2 separate regions of the Mus musculus genome follow, and region 2 is linked to region 1. Evidence: chromatin contacts called from public capture Hi-C data. All regions are on one chromosome and are shown on one strand. Each heading gives the region's core, a stretch centred on a gene start, on an enhancer-like site or on the middle of the called end of the contact. The rest is flanking DNA. Distances are from core to core; before and after follow the strand shown.

Evidence for each region. Capture Hi-C pulls out chosen DNA fragments and counts their contacts.
Region 2: a contact with region 1 is called in a capture Hi-C map of embryonic stem cells, with 7 times the contacts expected there. The contact joins two enhancer-like sites. A contact is called at or near these places in 1 of 115 datasets of contacts at active chromatin or transcription factors (embryonic stem cells) and 1 of 9 other capture datasets (embryonic stem cells).

The regions. Positions count from the first base shown.
Region 1 is chr8:34,278,938-34,284,276 of GRCm38.p6, forward strand. No RefSeq gene overlaps it. Among named protein-coding and RNA genes, the nearest start is that of Gm29243, 65 kb to the left of the region's middle. Within about 2 kb of position 2,909, at least 26 of the 459 cell types and tissues checked have an H3K27ac peak or open chromatin away from gene starts, as enhancers often do. A contact at or near this core is called in embryonic stem cells, where this site is marked.
Region 2 is chr8:35,121,115-35,126,453 of GRCm38.p6, forward strand. No RefSeq gene overlaps it. Among named protein-coding and RNA genes, the nearest start is that of Gm34419, 28 kb to the left of the region's middle. Within about 2 kb of position 2,382, at least 100 of the 459 cell types and tissues checked have an H3K27ac peak or open chromatin away from gene starts, as enhancers often do. A contact at or near this core is called in embryonic stem cells, where this site is marked.

The DNA of each region.
Region 1 (5,339 bases), core at 1,659-4,158:
TTGAACATTTTTTCAGGTGTTTCTCTGCCATTCGGTATTCCTCAGGTGAGAATTCTTTGTTCAGTTCTGAGCCCCATTTTTTAATGGGGTTATTTGATTTTCTGAAGTCCACCTTCTTGAGTTCTTTATATATGTTGGATATTAGTCCCCTATCTGATTTAGGATAGGTAAAGATCCTTTATATAATTTGCTAAACACATGAAACTCAAGAAGAATGAAGACTGAAGTGTGGACACTATGCCCCTCCTTAGATTTGGGAACAAAGCACCCATGGAAGGAGTTACAGAGACAAAGTTTGGAGCTGAGATGAAAGGATGGACCATGTAGAGACTGCCATATCCAGGGATCCACCCCATAATCAGCATCCAAACGCTGACACCATTGCATACACTAGCAAGATTTTATTGAAAGGACCCAGATGTAGCTGTCTCTTGTGAGACTATGCCGGGGCCTAGCAAACACAGAAGTGGATGCTTACAGTCAGCTAATGGATGGATCATAGGGCTCCCAATGGAGGAGCTAGAGAAAGTAGCCAAGGAGCTAAAGGGATCTGCAACCCTATAGGTGGAACAACATTATGAACTAACCAGTACCCCGGAGCTCTTGACTCTAGCTGCATATATATCAAAAGATGGCCTAGTCGGCCATCACTGGAAAGAGAGGCCCATTGGACTTGCAAACTTTATATGCCCCAGTACAGGGGAACACCAGGGCCAAAAAGGGGGAGTGGGTGGGCAGGGGAGCGGGGGTGGGTGGATATGGGGGACTTTTGGTATAGCATTGGAAATGTAAATGAGCTAAACACCTAATAAAAAATGGAAAAAAAAAATGAAAACAACAACAACAACAACAACAAAAAAACAAAAACACGATTACGGAAACAGTGATTTATAGTCAGTCACCTTGTTTCTTGAATTCGCAGAAGCAGCCATGTTCAGTTCTGAGACAAAATAACACAGGACATGGCTTTTGAGTTTGGTCTCCTCAGGAGTCCGTAAGAGCTTTTACTTAAGTATGAATGTTCAGAATTCCTGAGCAGCTAGGTATAATTAAATCGTTTCTCTCATTTCTGTCCTTAAGATTCGATTTCCTAATTCTGTTTATTCAGATTGTTTTTCAGTGAAGGAGACACAGTGGTGCCTCTTTTTGTTATGGCTAATGGCTCTGTTTTTTCAGGACCGCAGCCAGAGTGATAACTTAGTTGAGTTGGTTGAGCTGGGACCCTTGGCATCTCCATTTAATCTCATACTCTTCTGTTTATCTTGTTTTTTTTTTTTTTTTTTTTTGCCCACAGGGCTATCAAGGCCCTGCTGATGCTTGGAATTGTATTAGGGGCTGGGGTGAGGCTGTCTGTGCTCTGTTTCCCTCAGAAGAGAAGAAGCACTCTCTCAGGCAGCAGCCGTGGGATAGTGGAAATGGTCTTGGTGTGGGTTGGCAACGGGCCAGATCAATAATGGTGCTGTAGGCTTCCGGGTTCAAATTTCTAATTTCTAGTTAACCTCTGTGATGGTTAAATTTGGTTGCCAACTCGATCTGATTGAGAAGTGCCTAAGGGATTAGTGAGCGCGAGTCTGTGAGTGCGCATGTCCGAGCTCAAGTTTCCTGAGGATGAAGGAAGAGGACGATTCATCCTGCGTGTGGGTGCCATCCCATCGGCTGGTGACCCCACGGAATAAAAGCAGAAAGTTAGCTAATTTAGGCACTCTTTTTCTCTCCACCTCTCCCTCTCCTCCACTCCCTCTCCTCGCCACTCCTCCCCGCCCCCTCCCTCTCCTTCCTGGCTACTGTAAGTTGTCCCACTCTCCTTTCATTTCAGGATGGACTGAAACCTCAGGAGCCAGGAACAAAAATGCTTCAGAGGACCAAGCCCTACCCCTCCCATTGATGCCAGATAAGGCAGTCCTCTGCTACATAAGTAGCAGGGGCCATGGACCGGTTCTTGTATACTTTTTGGTTGGTGGTTTAGTCCCTGGGAGCTCTGGGGGCGGGGGTGGGGGGGAGATGATATTGTTGTTCTTCCTATGGGGTTGCAATCTCCTTCAGCTCCTTCAGTCTTTCCCCTACCTTTTCCATTGTGATGTGGTGGGAGTGGATGGGTGTGGAAGCATCCTCTTAGAGGCAAAGGGGAGGGGGGGATGGGGTGGGGGGTTTTCAGAGTGGAGAGCAGGAAGGGGGACAACATTTGAAATGTAAATAAATAAAACAATACAAACAAACAAACAAAGAAATCCTTCCTCTTTGGGTTGTGCCTGTTAGGGATTTTGCTACAGGGATAAGAAGAGCTAAGAGACCCTCAGTCTATCACAGTGATCTTTCTATGATATAGCCATGTTTTCAGCTACTTTATTGGGTTCTTTTTCTTACCACTGTCTCCACCCTTCCAACCCCCAACCCTTGCTAGTAGCGAAAGAAGGTTAGAGGTAAAGGGGGGCGTGGATCTCATTAGAGTATTTCCTGCTGATTAAGGGTGTCAGGCTCCTTAGAGCAAGTTTGATCTTGCTCGTCAGGCTATCTCCAGCAGCAATCCAGCGGGAGCAGGAGAGGGAGCAGCCACAGCTGGGGCGCTAGCTTTTTTACACCCTCTGGAGACTCCCCAGAATTCCAAACGTAAACTACTCTCCACTGGCAAAATTATGCCCCTGCGGGAGCCCAAATCATAGTTGCCTGCTGTGGACAATGGGAAGCAGTCCCAAATCCCATACCTGGGATTAAACAAGAACATATTCACACAACATTTCTGTGTAGTTAAAGAGACCAACGTTCTTGCTACACTAAGACTCTTAAAGATGGCCTTCCCAGCAGGCTCTGGGGTAGGTAGGGGTGATGTTTTTCAGAGCCTACCAGCCTTGGTGTGAAGAGGAAGGAAGCCGAATTGAGGACTTAAACTGGAGCGGGGAGGTCTCCGGAAAGAGGGGAGCCCAGGTGGTACTTGTGGGAACTGACTGGTTCTGACACAGTACAATACAGCACCAGTCGTGGTGTGAGGTGGGCGGCAGAGGAGGTGTAGACTTAATAAATTTGCTCATTTCTCATTTAGCTGTTCCAGGGCTAAACATTTTGGATCTTGGATCTGATTTACTTTGATTCCCTCTAGAATTCAGGTCTCTTTTGCTTTAGTTCCACTGAGCCCAGAACAAGGAACCTGGAGGATCCTGTATTAGTGAACCATGGTACTGGGCTATCTAAGACCAGCTTTTACTCAGATGAGATTCAAGGACTCCCTAGTTTTTTCTTGTGAATTTCATGACCCCAGACCTTGTGGGGTCATAGTAAGTGTTGTGTTGGAATCGAAGCTCGAGTCTGGACAGACCACACCAGGCCAGGGCAGTTCCACATGAGAGAGGTTTATTGGGGGGAGGGAGGAGGCAGAAGGGGGTGATAGAGACAAAGGAAAAGAGAGAGAGAGAGAGAGAGCAAAGCTCAAGAGGGTATGCCTTTTATTTAGGCTGTGATGTAACTGCTCATGGGAGGTAAACTAAAAGACGCTGAGAATGTATGGTGATTGCCATGGCAACAGATGTGTGGATCCCTGTTGCCTATGGGTGACATCACCGCCATCTCTGGGTTTGGAGGTGATCTGCAAAGCCAGTTCCTGATACCAACAGGAAGTGATACTGTTTCAGTGAGGATCATTGAAAGAGTTAAATGAGAACATCTCAGTACTTAGCATGGTACCTAATTCATACTGTAAATGATAAATACATGCCCCAAAGGACAAGCAGCAGGGATTAGAAACTGGCACAGATTCCTTCATAGACCCATGCTTCAGCTTTCTGTGAAAGAATTTATAGATGAAGTCAGCTTCTTGCTTTGTCGTTAGGATTGCTACTTAGGTGGATACACACACACACACACACACACACACACACACACACACACATGCATATATACATACATATATATTTATACCTCTGTTTTTATTTTGTGTGTGGGTATTCTGCCTGCATAAATGTGAACCACATACAAGCAATGTCTATGGAGCCTAGAAGAGGACATTGGATCCACAAGGACTAGAATTATAGACAGTTGTGTTCTGCCATTTGGGTGTAAAATTGAATCTACATTCTCTGGAAAAGCAGCTGGAGATTGTAACCACTTTCATCCCTCTAGCCCCTCAAGTGGCTTGTCCTGGCTACTTGAAGCTACTTTTATGTCAACTTGACACAAGTTAGAGTCACCAGAGAGGAGGGAGCCTCAAATAAGAAAATGCCTCCATAAGATCTGGCTGTAGGAGAGCCTGTAGGGCATTTTCTTAATTAGTGGCGAAAGGCCCAGCCCATTGTGGGTGGGGCCATTCCTGGCCTAGCACTTCTGGGTCCTATAGGGAAGTAGGCTGAGCAAGTCATGAGGAGCAACTGTCCTAGACAGTTGTTCAGTCCACTACTGAGACATGAGTGTTGAACTCTCCACTGTTGATGCTATGTTGTGGATTTGACTATTCCCCATCTGAATAGATTATTGTTTCCATCATGTAGTTTGAAACCCGTGTTATGCGCATGCATATATGTTTAGCACTGATATATTTCTGGCAGATTTTATTATCATGACGTAAAATCACTCTTCACTTATTGTAATTTTAAAGTCATATACGATACTCTTTTTAGATCTTATATTATTTGTTTGAAATTACATCCTTTATGATCCAGCTTTCTTTTGATTAATGTTAATTTCGTATATCTTTTAATCCTTTTTCTACTTACCATCTCTTTATTTATATATGTATAAAATACACATAGTAAGGTCTTGCTATTTTTTGACTTCCTGTTTCTGCCTTCTAATGGGGACAGTTAGACCCTATTTTATATAACTATAGTTAGATTTAAATGTGCTACTTTTTCTATTTGTCATTTATTTTTCTCTTATTTTGCCTTTTCTACTTATTTTTGATAGTTTGATTTTAAGATATCCTCTTGATATATACCTCTTTCTTATTGTTTAGTGGTTGATGTGAATTTACAAAATACCAGTCTCCTTTAAAATTATAAATCATTTCTTCTGTTGCATAAGGTCTTTAAAACTCTATTCCTTTCTTGTCTTTTGTGCTGTTTTAGTCATATTATTCCTCCTCTATATGACATAAACTCTATAATGCATTAGTATTTTGCATTAACAAATTTCTTTTAAAAAGACTTACAATAACCAAAATGCCTTGGTGAATTTTCCAAGTTTAGTACCTTCATTGTTACTTTTATCTATGTGCGGGCTAAATTTTCCATCTCTTTTATCTCATTTTGTTTGAAGAATTTCTTTTAGTTGCAAATTTATATTTAATGCCAGTCTACTGGCAACTGAGACTCTCATGTTTTGTTTTTTTCTCAAAATAGTCTTTGTGTGTGTGA
Region 2 (5,339 bases), core at 1,132-3,631, 840 kb after region 1:
AAAAATTGGACTGCCTACTTTGATCCCTTCTTCCTACAGCAACCGTTTTCTATAATATCACTTCCTATGGGTAGATTAAAGAGACAGTTTAATGCTTCTCCCAGCACAGAGTGTTAGAACATGTTTCCTATTGTGGGTAATTAGGCTGAAGAAAAGAACTCCCAGCTTCTTTCACACACTGACAGGCTGTTTTCAGTCCTGCTTCAGTATGGCGCCTACGACACGGGAACACGATAAATTCAGTTTCATACAATTGCCACCAAAGAGAGAGAGAGAGAGAGAGAGAATTAAACCCGATTATGTTGTTATTTAGCATATCCCCGACAAGACAGAACTTTAATTCTGAATTGCACCGCATCCTCTTAGTTTTCCTCTTGTGATATAGAATGTTCTTAAATGAGGTTGGATCCCAGCGTTTCAAAACATATTTCTTCTCCACTGTTGAGATAGTTCTTGCCGGCCTCTGGAAAATTCTCTCTCTCTTCTTTCACTTGTTTAAATCTCTCTGTACACATGCACACAGATGAACACATCCTACCCTAGGCTTGTGGAGGAGGCCAATGGACAACCTCGGATGTCGGCTCTCACCGTCCACCTTGTTTGCTCTCTTGGTGTTTGCTGCTGTCTACTCCAGCATAGCTGGCCATCAAGTTTCCAGGGGTCTCCTGTCTCTGTAGAAGAGCTGATGTTACAGACACAAGCACCATATCCAGCCCTGTGTTCGTTGTGGGGATCTAAGCATAGGCCTTTATGCTTGTATGGGAAGCGCTTTTCCCACCGAGCCATCCCTCCAGTCCCAACAATTCACTCTTCTCTTGCTGTGACCTGTGTCCTTGTTAGGAAGCTGGCCAAATCAGCAGTCAGTATATGTACCCCCCAAAGGGGGCACCCCTATGTAGGGATAGGCTGTGCGTGGACATGATCCAGAACTTTTAACAAAATATCCCATTTAGTTGGTCTAAATGTATCCTGGACTTAGATTTCCCTCAGCTAGATACCTCAAAGACCCAGGGATGCTCTGGAGCCTCCTGAAACAAGGGCAGGAAGAAAGGAGGGGAAGTTGGAAAGACAACGCCAAGTAGAACTGAGTTAAAACGTTCCTTCCTCTATGTTGTCTATTACACGGCCATATGGGTACATTATCAGTGTATGCCATAGGCCTTTCTTTGTAAAGGGTCTTTAGAAACGAGGCCCTGCAACCTTACTTCACAGTACATCTGCCTCTGGAGACTTGGTTCATGGATCCTCTTTCCCATTGGCAGTCAACCCTGCTCATCATACTTTGGCACCAAATTCTCTCTCTCTTTCCATTGCTTGACCTGGTCCAAATAGCACGACATCAATTCTGGCAAGGGCCTCCTATGGCATCACACTATGTATGGTAGATGGTATCATGGCAGAAGGACATGCAAGAGGAAGAAATCACAGGGCAGGGTAGAAAACAAGTCTCCCCACAAGGACTCACTCCACAAGAATAGCATCGGTTCCCCGAAGGCCTTACTCTGGGCTCTGTCTCCTGAGGGTCTGCCGCTTCTTAGCATTGCCACACTAGCAACCACATTTTCCAGGAATAAATCGTCCAGGTATAAACCCCATCCAAACAATCGCAACCAGCATGCTGAGATCTCTGCATGGAATAGTCCAAACCTTCCTCTTGTCTCTTTGTCCTTCCTGGAAATGTCACTGCCTTTTCACCTTGATTTTCTTGCCTTTGGATTCATTTCCTAGTAGATCAATCTCTTCTAAATTGTCATTGCTCTGGAGACAGCTAAACGGCGTACGAAGTAAATGAGTAAGTGGGTGGAGATGATTTCGGAATCATGAAATAGAACCCCAGTCTCTCATACATTGGCTGTGTGTCCTTGGGTAAATTATTCAATATTTCTGAACCTCCGCTTTACAATATCCTTAAAATAATTAGAGTTGTCCTACAGTTCACTAAGCAGTGCCTGGTGCGTTGGGATTGATCATGGGAAGGTGACAAGGGTAATGATAACATAAACACACAAACAAACACCCATAAGTCTCAGCGTTCCTTTGGAGCAAGCAAACTTTTCCTACCCCACTTTTCCTTGCCGACTCCCACACCCAACATTGGCCTCCCTTCCTCCTGCTTTTATCTTTTGTGAGGAGCAGGACATATGCCTCTGGTTCTGTGTGCACAATGACAGTAATTAGAGCCATAGGTTGGAGCTCAAAAAAAAAAAAAAATGGCGTCTGGTTAGCAAAGGGTCCCGTCAGTTCAGCCAAAAAGTACAGCAGATCCTGTCTGTGCGGAGTACATAGTCACTTCCCCTAGTTTTCAAAGTTGGTAATACTGTTAACAGGCGGCTGGTGACAGCAGCAACATCAGCATTGTCGGCTGGGCAAGGTGACAGAACGTTCTGCACTTCCTGTCTCTCAGGAAACGATCCGCGGATTCAGATGCAAATGAGCGCGAAGCCAGCCAGTCCTGATTTGCATTTGCTCTCGGTGAACTCGCATTCCCTCCCCAAGTTCGTCTTCTGTGCATTTGCAATGCTGAAATGACTCTGCCAAAGCAATTTCTTTTTTCTACTCTATCCGTTGTAATCTCAGAAAATCCTCCCCCGAAAGCCCAACTTTTACTCTGTGTTAATTTGGCCCTTGTTGCCCAGGCTCCCCTCCGAGATGTTTCTGCTCTCACCTGCCCTGCATTCAGGTCTCTCTGTGCTGCGCCTTCTCCCATGAGGCTTTGCAGCTAGCTGTCCTTTAAGTTGTTTCCCATCCTGACCTCATGTCCTGGGCCCACAAAAGGCACACAATTCCCTCCTAAAGGACCAGGACAGTGGCAATGCTCTGTCAGTGTGTGAGGGACCCAAGGCTCTGTTAAAATGAACTTCAGTAAAATCTGACGTGTCCAGCTGACCTTTAATCAACACAGGCAGGAACTTGGCAGGTCTTGTTAGTATGAATTACAGATTTGTTTGTTTGTTTGTTTTTGAGAAGTGTGACAATAAAAATAAAAACAAAGAACAACAAAAAAACTTGTCTATGAAGCCTAGAGGTTTGTGTATATATTAATAAAAATCTAGTTATGTCACTAACACATATATGTAGATGATCATAATTATATTATTGACTCTCATAAAAGACATGAGGATATTATAAAAAAGCTAAGTTTTATTCAAGACATAAACAGACAAACACAGATTATACTTGGTGCCATTTGCAGTTGAGGGGAATACAAGCACACGGAAATAACAGGGTATTAATTATACTGCATAAACTACTACATAGGTGTCTCAGTCAGCTTTCCATAACTGTAACAAAACACATGAGCTAATCAATACAAGGAAAGGAAGGCTGATATTCCCTCAATTCTGAGGTTTCAGTGTTTTGGCTCTGTTTCTCTCTGCCTGCTGGGTGCATTGTATATCATAGCGGGATCATGGGCCACAGATCTCTTCACCCAATGTGACCAAGGAGCTAAGACAGAAACAGGAAGAGGCTAAAACATCAACACTAACTTCTTCATGCTAGGCCTCTCCTCCTAAAGTTATTTTCCACCTCCAGTAGCACCTCAGGCTAAGAACTAAGCCTTCCCTGGATAGAGCTAATGGGGCTAACTCAGATCTAACACTCAGCAGTGAGCATCTGCAATAGCTCCATTATCATTTCCTGCTGTCACTGCGGTAAGCTCCAGGGTAGGTACCAAACATCTGCCCTGTTACACTGATTGTTCTGCCTTAGCAGTTCATCTCTCTTAAGTAAAGCACATGGCAGTAAGAAGTGACCCCTTGATGCTCTCCATGTCTTGCACTGGGTCTAAGTACTTACACGGCATACAAAATAAATGTGAAAGACCTGGTTGTGTCGTCAGTAAAAGCCTCTGGCCAGCTAGATAGGAAGTCAAAAGCTACATGTGGATTTTTTTTAATTGCATGGGGTCTTAGGCCCCTAACGTCAGCAATGCACAGAGATTACACCGCCTTGAGCTCAAGGAATGTTTACAGCAGGAGCACACACCTGTGTAGCGAGCATCAGACCGGGAGGTAGGTCAGCAGATGTCCCAGGACCCAGAACCTTCCCTCCACATTCTCTCCTAGCCAGGGCACAGCCCTGACTTCAAGACCATAATTTTGCCTAACATTGAACTTGACATTAACACAGTAACACACGATGTACTTTCTTGGATTTTCACTTCTTCTATTGCGTTTGTATGATTCACCTACACTGTGGTTCATTTTCACTTCTGTGGACCATTTTGGTACAGGGAGTTTGTGCTATTTCATAGGAAATACACTTGGATTGCTTTCTGCCCGGGGGTTCTGCACATTATCTATATGACTTCTGGTGATGTGTGGACATACTTCTGAGATGTTGCTTCATGGGGTTAAACTCATGGCTTTTGATGACTAAGAGGATTTGGTGGTGGTTGGAGAATTTTAGGCATGAGGAGACTTGTGGGATCAGGGTTCATTCTGTGTCATTGGGCAGCTTTATGTCACCCAAATGTCAACATGATTAGAGAGAGACCTTTTAGGAGGGTCTTGTGGTTAAATTAAATCACAGAAGTGGGTTCCTAGTCCAATAGAGAAAGAGAACATGTCTTTTCTTTCCCCCACCCCCACTATGTACCCAGCAAGCAAAGACCAGATGAGGACACAGTAGGGAATTAGCCTGTCATCAGACAGAGAGACCTTACCAGATACTACAGCCTTTCTCAGTGTGTAAGACTTGATCTAGACTTCCCCTCACAGTAGATCTAATATAAAATTTTGTTGCTTATACAGCTCAACTCATGACTCTGTTACAGTAGCCTCTGCAAACTGAAAAACAAAAAACAAAAACGTTTTGTCCTGATGGGTTTTGTTTGTTTGTTTTGTTGCTGTTGCCAGGAAAATATCTTTTAAAAACTACGTAATTTTTACTGTTGTGAAATACAAATAAAACTTTTAATGTTAATAATGTTCAAGGGTAGAGTTTGTGATATTAACTTCATCTATTGTGGGGAGCGGGTGTGGCGGTAGTCCCAAGATGGCGCCCAGGACTGCAGCTAAGTCTTATGATTTGCACCTGACTTCCTCATACACCTGAAAATAAGCCACAACCATCGTGAGAGATGCGCAGGTGCACCATGACGCAAGATCAGGCCGTTTGACGAAGGCCAATGAACTGAGATTACAAGGACTAGGCTCATGGGGAGTGGTTGAGGGGTTATATAAGTGATTGCGATTGGGGGCTGGGAGAAGATTCCTGCTTGCATGTTGAAAGGTTCCTGAATAAACTGCTTTGAGAAGAACGCTGCATCGTCCCTCTTTTCTGCTGGTTGGAGACAGAAGCAACAATCTATGATGCTACACTTTTCTCCGTAACTC